Linked DNA regions of Rattus norvegicus: region 1 is linked to region 2. The links are chromatin contacts, called in public Hi-C maps. All regions are on one chromosome and are shown on one strand. The core of a region is the stretch at or near the end of the contact, and the rest is flanking DNA. Distances in the headings are between cores, read along the strand shown.

Region 1 (4,821 bases), core at 104-2,603, 72 kb after region 2:
GTTCTCAGAGCATGGCGGCCTTTTCAGAAAAGCATCTGCTCTCCAGCCTCTCTGCTTTTAATTATGATGTCCTTATTTAGAAGGTTTCTTCATTCTATCCAGTCTTCTGATGAGTCAGCTCATATGCTTTCCTTTCAGGAAGCATTTATCTGTAGTCCACAGCGATCATAGAACCAGCTCTCGTGCCCCGAGTTCAGTACTACACAGCTGTGTTCTGTATGGCATGTTTTGATGCACTTAGTGTTCCCCAAATGCTGTCCTCCGGACACTTCCAGGCTCACCAGATATCCTTTGCTGTGTGCAATGCCGTGTATTTTCTGTGTTCTGTGACCCAGGTAAGGAAATCAAGACACACACAGGCTAAATGCCCTCAGGTCCTGTGGTAGCCTCTTTGTAGTAGGGCTAGGACTGACTAACAGGCTTGCCAAGCTTTAAACGATGCTCTTTGTGCCGTGCCGTGGCATATGCAGAAATTCGCTGTGTGTCCACTTCACATTTTTTTCCCCTAACAACCAGGAAAATTAATTGGTCCATTTTTCTCTGAACATGAGGTCTTTCCTGAGAGATATTCATTCATGGCCCATCAGTCCAGAAGGCATCCTCGTAGGTCCAGGTTGCATGTGCCAATAACTTCAAGTGCTTGAACATAATAGTAGCAATGTTTGTCATTTATGTGTGAGGGAGAATGAAATGGAAGCAAAAGAAGGAAACGACCGAGTCCCGTGGGTCTGTGGAAGAGATGATTGTCTCCACTGGGAGGAGTTAGGATGGTACTGGAAGTCACCATCTTTCTGAGACTTGACAGAAGGATTGACATCAGAAGGAAGATTATACTGAGGGTTTTGACTTTAGAGATTGGAGCTCACATTACTCACTAGTCAAGAAACCCTGGGAATTAGCCAGTGTTTGTGATATTTCCTTATTTGATGGTGCATAACCCTCATGGTTCATTAGAAGACTTAAAAAGTAACAAGCCAACTGCATGCGAGTCCTCTAGCACTGTACCCAGGTCATTAAACACCCAGGAAGTAGGAGTCAACATAATTTTGCTAATGAAGGAGCCCAAGGGAGCTTGAGAGTAGCTATTGAACTTGTGGAAGCTTTAGTCTTTTGGAATTTACCGTGTTGAATAGTGGGCTCTGCCTTGAAAAGCAGATGAGAGCTCGTGGTCAAGTACGTACTTTCTCTTGCAGGATTCAGCTTTCTCTTCTTTAAACAGTGGGGGAGTCATTTTAGTTTGCTCGGCTAGGATTAATTTTATTCCAGCAGATGTGCTGTGTTGTAGGCTGATCTCGGGGAAATTACACAACAGAAGGTAAACTAGAGCAGAGATAAACAGAGGAGTCAGGGCTCTGGCCGACGACACAGTGGATGAGTGAGACCTCTTCAGAGTCCATGTAGGTACTGCAGGAGGTGGGGGTGGAGACAGAACAGGACTGTGAAAGCTTGCATGAGCACAGGTAGCCTCCCATTCTCTCAGCTCCAGACACATCAATACCCAAATTAATTTGTTTAATCAGATTGTAAAATCTTTATACACTCTTTATTAAGTTTGAAAAAACAAAATAGTTAGCAAATAGAGATAACTACTATACACGTTAACTTCCTTTTAGAGCCTAGTATGGGAGCTTCTAGCACTTGGGAGGCTGAGGCAGGAGGATTACCCTGAATTCGAGATCAGCTTTGGCTACATAATGAGTTCCAAGCCACCGTGAGTTAGAGTGAGACCCTGTCTCAAGACAGCAATGCAAAGCCATGTGGTGAAATGGCTCTGTGGGTAGAAACACCTGCTTCACAAAGCTGGCTCAGGACTTTGATCCCAGGATCCCACAGACTCATGAACATTGTCTTCTGACCGGCACACCAAGACTTGGGTGTGCCCATCGCCAGTAATAGTAATAAATTCATTTCAAATGTTTTAATAAAACCCAATGTCTTCCAAATTTACAAGCCCTCCACACCCATTATTCAGTTTAAGACATGGCTTATTCTAACTGAAGGTCTATGCGTTTGTAATTGTTGTTGTAATTTTGAGGTAACTTTCCTGCATTTATGCTCCGATGGGTTTATATTTTGCTGAGCTAGAGAAGTGGAAGGTTTTGTTCTTCAGATATATCTGTTTTTTGGCAGTTCACATATTGAGAAACTCTGTTTCCTGTGTCTGGATTAAAGAATTTTAATGACATTGACTTTTGTGACACTGGCTTTTTCTTTAATGCTTCACCTTCAAGTTTTTATTTTGGCTATAGGGTTAGAACCCTATTTTAACTTTTACTTCCAAATAATTGAATATATACTGAGAAAAAGTTAGCATACGCAGTGTTCCTGTGTGTATCTACCATCCAGCTTCTTACAAACATTGTTGGAGTGTTTACTAAAACTAAGAAATTAACATTGGCATTCTGCCGTTCACACGACTGACCTGGAATTTGCAGAGTAGTCCAAGCTGACCTCATTCAGGATCCTCTTGGCCCTGACTTCCCGAAAGCTAGACTTGCAAGGGCAAGTCACCGTGCAGATGTTTGATTTCCTAATAACAACCAAAACAGATTTGTGACATTATGATTTCGAAACGACTAAATAATCACTTTAGAAAGTAATCTAATAAACCTGCTTTCTACTAAAGCACAAAGTTCAGCTGCTCCCGCTCGCATGCAAAGTCTAGCCTAGTCCCATCTAGGCCTAGTCATAGAACACTGCTTATGAAGTAGTAGCAAAATGCCATTTGGATGAATAACCGTCATCTGCAGCTATAGGGTGGGTTATCAGCCAAGCATACCGTGACTTGCCGTAACATCGGCTTGACCTCATGGGGCATCACCCTCTGGCTTTATCTCTGTCGCTGTGTTTGGGATTATAAGCACACTGTGAAGCCGAGTTCACATCAGATACTTTCGGATAGCACTAAGCTCGTGGTTCATCCTCAGTGTCATGGATATCAACTTGGTGTTGGGCGGTTTTTGCTTTCAGCTCCTGCATTTGTTCATGAAGATCCGAGCACTAGCCACTGTGCTAAGTGCTTGGTAATTCAGGCCTAGCCCCAAGGGTCGTGCCCCAGAGGCAAACACAGGACGATAAAAATGTGACAGTTCTTATAAAAATTAGTGGCCTTTAGAAACCAACTTCTGGGAAAGCTTTGGTTTTTAAATTCTGGGAATCCCCTGGGAATCCCCTGGGCCCCGGGGCTGGCTAACTGTGGGAAGCCCAGTTTCCAGTTGCTTGTTCACATGTCCAGTGGGAATCCAAGCCCTGCTCTGGCCTGGCTCGCCCACCCCCAGCCGCTTCACTGTGGTGTGTTCAGATGTCTTGTCATATCATGGAAGAACAATCTTGTGAGTCATCAGGGGATCGGACAAGTCCAGCCACTCAGAGCCCTTTAATTCCGAGTGTCCTTGATCTGCAGAAACAGCTCCATAAATCTCCTGAGCGAGTTTCCACAACTTAGCTCTGGGTCTGCAGTAAAATGAAGGCCACCTCTGTGCCTCACCTCCTTCCAGATCTTGCTGCGCTTGTGGGGGTTAAGGTGATAGCCTCAAGAGTCACAGGCTTCAGCTGTCAGTTCCTTCATCTCATATAGTGAGCCTGATTCATTCATTCAGTGAGTAGAACGTGAGCATTTTCATGTGCTCAGAACTATTTTACATGATGGGATACATACAACACAGGGTGATCTCCCAGACTAGAAGGACCTATGACTAGGTAAGATCCCGTAGTTTAGCTGACAAAGATCTGTACTGTATAGAGGAAAGTGAGGTTTGAAAGAGGGTGAGAGACTGGAGAGAGAGAGAGAGAGAGAGAGAGAGAGAGAGAGAGAGAGAGTGTGTGTGTGTGTGTGTGTGTGTATCTGTCTGTCTGTCTGTGCATGCATGAGCGTGCATGCACACATTTTACAGAAGGGTGTTCAGGAAAAGCCTCCCTGAAATGAAGAGACTAACTAGGTTGACAGCTGGGAAAGGGAGGACAGTAAGTCAAAGTTGAAGACACAGAACTATGTTTGAGAGAGAGAGAGAGAGAGAGAGGGCAGTAAGAACGCCAGAGTGACTGGACAGCTTGAAGTCAGAGGTATTGGGTACCAGGGACCTAGGATGTTTTACATCCTATAAAAACCTCATCCTTTCATGACTGGACTGCTTTCAGAGGACCCACACTGGGTGTCTACAACCCCCTCTAACTCTAGCTCCAAGGGATCTAAGGTTTCTTCTGGCTTTCACAGGTACCTGTGTGAACCTGGTACATACACATATGAAAATGACTAATTTTTTTAAAGAATGGAATTTTAATGTGTTTGAATTTGTAATGACTATGGGCCTTTTTAACATCCTATCTTATTATCTATGTCTGTCTGTCTGTCTGTCTGTCTGTCTGTCTGTCTGTCTATCTAATATCAGAGTATCCTGTAGTTAGTAGTAGATGGCATCCATCCAAATTGGTTCTATGAGGATTCAAATGTCCCTGCCGTACCATGTAGTAAAACCTGGAATAACTCCATATGGGCAGACTCAGGCACTGGAAACAATTGGGTTGATGGGAAAATAGAGTTAGGACAGAGCACTAACCAAGGATGCTTAAACAAAGTCCAGTAAATGCTAAAAGTAACAGTGAGTAAAGAAGTATTGTGAGCTATGCCTGTTGTTGATCTAGGGGAAGGTCTGTGTCATTTCACACCATGGGATCCTGTGTCCTTTGAGAAGGAAGTCTTGCTTCTGATGCACCATTTCATAAGAGGCAAAGGGGCTGATCTAGCGCCTAGCCTTGCTAGTTCACACAGGGAGGCAGCCTATAATGGAAGTCAGTGGTTGGAAGCCACTGAATTGGTCACCA
Region 2 (4,464 bases), core at 1,679-4,178:
TCTTCTAATTGCGTAGGAGAGGCGCTGAGTGCAAGGCGGTAGGAGAAACTATGCAGGGCAACTAAACTAAGAGATTGCAACTCTCCCTTAGTATCGTACTGAACTACTGTTCGCAAGGCCCGAGAGTTATTTAATTCTCAATTGAAGAGGTACCGTCTAGGAGCTACAAACACAGAACCAATGACATCACGTGGTGTCTTGACGGTTCCTGATAACAGTGAAGTAGATGATTTCTGACAAGAAGACGATGCCAAGGGCTGCCCTGTGGGACTCTTAATCTTAAATCTTTAACCAGGTTTTATATTTGACAGGTTATATATTTAACCCAGTGATCTTCCACTGAGGTCCCTCCCTTCCCGCTGTCTTCAGGCCCTGGCTGTCCTGAACTCACTCTGTAGATGAGATTGACCTCTAACTCACAGAGATCTGCCTGCCTCTACCCTGAGTGCTGGGATTAAGGTGTGTACCACCACGAACGGCCGAGGTTCCTTTCTTCAAATGCCTACCAGCGTCCTATTCTTTTTTTTTTTTAATGTATTTTTATGTGAATGGGTGTTTCGCCTACATGTTTGTCTGTGCACCGTGTACATGTTGGGTGCCCACAGGGGCCAAAGAAGGTGTCAGATCCTTTGGGACTGGAGTTACAGAGAGTTGCGTGAGCCATCACGCCGTTGCTGGGAATTGAACTCGGAGTCTCTAGAAGAGCAGCCAGCACTCTTTTTTTTTTTTTTTTTTTTTTTTTTTTTATTAACTTGAGTATTTCTTATATACATTTCGAGTGTTATTCCCTTTCCCGGTTTCCGGCAAACATCCCCCTCCCCCCTCCCCTTCCCTACGGGTGTTCCCCTCCCCATCCTCCTCCCATTACCGCCCTCCCCCCAACAGTCTAGTTCACTGGGGGTTCAGTCTTAGCAGGACCCAGGGCTTCCCCTTCCACTGGTGCTCTTACTAGGATATTCATTGCTACCTATGAGGGTCAGTCCATGTATAGTCTTTAGGTAGTGGCTTAGTCCCTGGAAGCTCTGGTTGCTTGACATTGTTGTACATATGGGGTCTCGAGCCCCTTCAAGCTCTCCCAGTTCTTTCTCTGATTCCTTCAACAGGGGTCCTATTCTCAGTTCAGTGGTTTAGCAGCCAGCACTCTTTTTTTTTTTTTTTTTTTTTGGTTCTTTTTTTTGGAGCTGGGGACCGAACTCAGGGCCTTGAGCAGCCAGCACTCTTAACTGAGCCATCTCTCCAGCCCCAAATATCTCATTCTTTAAGGACTCGCAGTCAATTTTATCATCTGTGATATTTTAATTTTAATTAAATTTTAATTTTTAATGTATCAACTTGCTGGATCCAAACATTTGAGCAAATAATATCCTGGCTGTTCGGTGAGGTTGTTTCTGGGTGTGATTAACAATGAAATCAGTGAACTTTGAGTAAAACAGACTGTGAAGGTCAAGGAAAACAAAACCCTCGCCTTTCAAAGCCAGCACTTGACCCTCAGCTTCGAACTCTGTGTAATATCAACACTCTGGGATTTCCAGCCTGACCTCTATCCTACAGGCTACACAGTGAGATTTTGTCTCAATAGAAGAATGGTCAGAGGGGCTGTTCAGTGAGCTCCTGATAGCACAGACTAAGCCCTGAGCTGATCTCTAATGCAGCACAAAGAAAGAAAGAAAGAAAGAAAGAAAGAAAGAAAGAAAGAAAGAAAGAGAGAGAGAGAGAGAGAGAGGGAGGGAGGGAGGGAGGGAGGGAGGGAGGAAGGAAGGAAGGAAGGAAGGAAGGAAGGAAGGAAGAAAGAAAGAAAGGAAGGAAGGAAGGAAGGAAGGAAGAAGGGAAGGAAGGAAGCCATTTATAAATTGTAAATTTGACTCAAATTCCCATTCTACAATCAGACCAACCATTTCTTGTTTCTTTGTCTCTGTCATGTGGTGACATTGGGGGGTCAATGAGGATGGCATTCAAGAGTGCCTGGCCCCTGCAGCTTGACTTCATGACTATTAGAAGCTGTCAAATGAGCATATGTTGTCCTGGTCCAGCATGAAGCTGGATAAATAAACGTAGTCTCAATAATTCTCCAAAATACAGCTCTTTAGGCCTTGCTAGTCTCTGAGGTGCCGGGTCTATGAAGAAGGAAGGCAGGGCGGTAAAGATGTGGTTGAGCTTGTCTGGCTTATGGAAACCTGTAAGGCTTGTGTAGGGTACATGTAGGTCTATCCTCACCGAGCGCGCACACGGGGCGGAGGTTGTTGAAGATAATTTTCTATGGAGACTGAAACAAACTTTTCCTTCCCCAGGACCTCCTTTCTAGTAGAAGCAATCCATTGGTTCCCTCCAAGCTTCCAGGCATAGGCCCTAGAGCTAACAGGCAGCAGGTTTCTGTACAATGCTTCTGAGCTCCCAGCATGCCTCGGTGCAGAATAAAGTGGGCGTGGAAGGTGCTGGTCTCGGATCGGCGATCCTCCCTGGTGGTCCCCGTTCCTTTTCTTGTCATTCATATGTCTTACTGTGTGCATTAATTTCTCTCTGTTCATAAGAGTTTTGTATGTAGGACCGTTGTGTTGAATGTTTGCTTGATTCCAAAGAGAAGAGACTGCAATACAGGTTGGCATCAGTATTTCCACAACTTCTACTGACTAGATCTCAGAAAAGGTAGTTCACTCACAAGTGCCTGCTTTATCAAAGGCAAACAGCAGAGGGCAGTATGGGTGCTCCTTTCTGGGACACGGATCACTAGAGCCATAGTTGACCAATGGGTTGTTCTGTTTGCTTCTGAGAAGTGAAGGAGGAAGGAGAGCGAATGTGCCTATTTTCTGTTGTTGCACTATATGGCTTGAAAAGACACCCCCTCCCTCCAATAGCTCATAACTATGTAGGTCAGAAGTTCAGGGCTTGCACAATTGCATTCAGTGAACATGCATGGGTGTGGCTGCCTAGAAGGAGTGACCCAGGGCACTGCCATTCCACAGGGTACAGAGACAGGGCTAGCCAACTCAACAGTGCCAGCTACTTCAGTCAAGAAAAACAAAAGGACAGGGTCAGAGTGCTATTGAAGAGTGTAGGAGATCAGCTAAATTGGTATTTTGCTGTGTTTACGAACTCCCCTGAGAGTTCCAGAAATGTGAGCTGAGAGGAAAACTTTATTTGCTTGTGAGGACGCTCTGAGTTCAACCCCCACTACAGGAAGAAAAGGGGGGAGGGGAGAGGAGGAGAGAAGAGGGAAGGGGAGGGAAAGGAGGTAGGGGAAGGAAAGAAGGGAAGGGAAGGAAGGAGAGAGGGAGAGAAGAGGAGACAATTTAATTTTCTGTGACAAAATAGTGGGGCTGGAGAGATAGCTCAGAGGTTAAAATTGACAGCTTTTCCAGAGGTCCTGAGTTCAATTCCCAGCAACCATATGGTGGCTCTGTAATGGGATCCGATGCCCTCTTCTGGTGTGTCTGAAGACAGTGACAGTGTACTCACTCACATAAACATATAAATAAATAAATAGATAGATAGATAGATAAATAGATAAATAAATAAATAAACCTTTAAAAAATAGGTTGTGAAAAAATTTTAAAAACAGTGTTTACACACAGTAAAACTGTTGAATTCATCAGTACAGTAATATTTTCTGGTAATGATTAAACAAAGCGAAACAAACAAAAACTTGTGACACTCAAATTTCTCTACTCTGTTCTGGACCCCTCCAGGCTACTCTTCATTGTCCTGCCTAAGGTGCTCTTGTAGAAAACAAACACCACGGAACTTCGGCGCTTCAGAAGCAGGCGCCCTCCCTCTGCCTTCAACCAAAGCAATTCACCTAAGTGAAATGGGACTTAGTGGACCCATTCCAGCATACAGCCTGAGAAACATGCAGCCCATCTGCCTCATCATAGTCTCTAGCACGCTATATTTTATTTTAAAGAGTAGAGGCAGCTGAAGGTAGGTCTGTGCTCTCTCATCGTGGGAGACATTTTTTAGCAACTCGGTTAGCCAATCTGGAAGCCATACTCCTCTCTTGCCTTATATTTAAGACTATGTGGTTCTGAAGCTCCATGTTGGGGAAGGACTGTGTTTATTGTATGCTTGGCTCCGGGATGTTAGAAGAGTCCACAGGTCTCTCCTGCCTGGTTGGGACCCAGGGTGCCAAGCAGTCACAAGGAGAGCAGCTTGTAAATGGGCTCCTCTGAGAAAAGAAGGAAAAGGTCCTCTTTCCACTGTTCTTGCTAATAGTTCCACTCACAGGCTATGGCTGCTAACCTCCCACAGGAAGTGGATGCTAAATCTGGCAGAGAGTGAAGAAGATATTACAGAGAAAAAAAATCAACCTACTAGAAACTTTGTGGGAAAAGGCTTATTACTTTTGGGTAACTCTGAGACATTTCATTGCCTGCTTGCTTCTGTGCTGCCAGCTGGCTTCCCATGGACCATAAACCCTCCGAACACACTTAGTGTAAAATTGGTGTACGTCTTCACTCATTTAATCTGGTG

What was found. A called contact is a pair of places that touch in the nucleus more often than the background predicts.
Region 1: a Hi-C map of hepatocytes shows a contact between it and region 2, with 2.8 times the contacts expected there. The contact joins two enhancer-like sites. A contact is called at or near these places in 4 of 12 Hi-C or Micro-C datasets (hepatocytes, kidney and liver).

Annotation. Positions count from the first base shown.
Region 1 is chr5:72,878,873-72,883,693 of GRCr8, forward strand. All of the region lies in intron 1 of Slc44a1 (solute carrier family 44 member 1), which reads left to right. Among named protein-coding and RNA genes, the nearest start is that of Slc44a1, 22 kb to the left of the region's middle. Within about 2 kb of position 1,354, at least 26 of the 93 cell types and tissues checked have an H3K27ac peak or open chromatin away from gene starts, as enhancers often do. A contact at or near this core is called in hepatocytes, where this site is marked.
Region 2 is chr5:72,804,838-72,809,301 of GRCr8, forward strand. No RefSeq gene overlaps it. Among named protein-coding and RNA genes, the nearest start is that of Slc44a1, 52 kb to the right of the region's middle. Within about 2 kb of position 2,929, at least 11 of the 93 cell types and tissues checked have an H3K27ac peak or open chromatin away from gene starts, as enhancers often do. A contact at or near this core is called in hepatocytes, where this site is marked.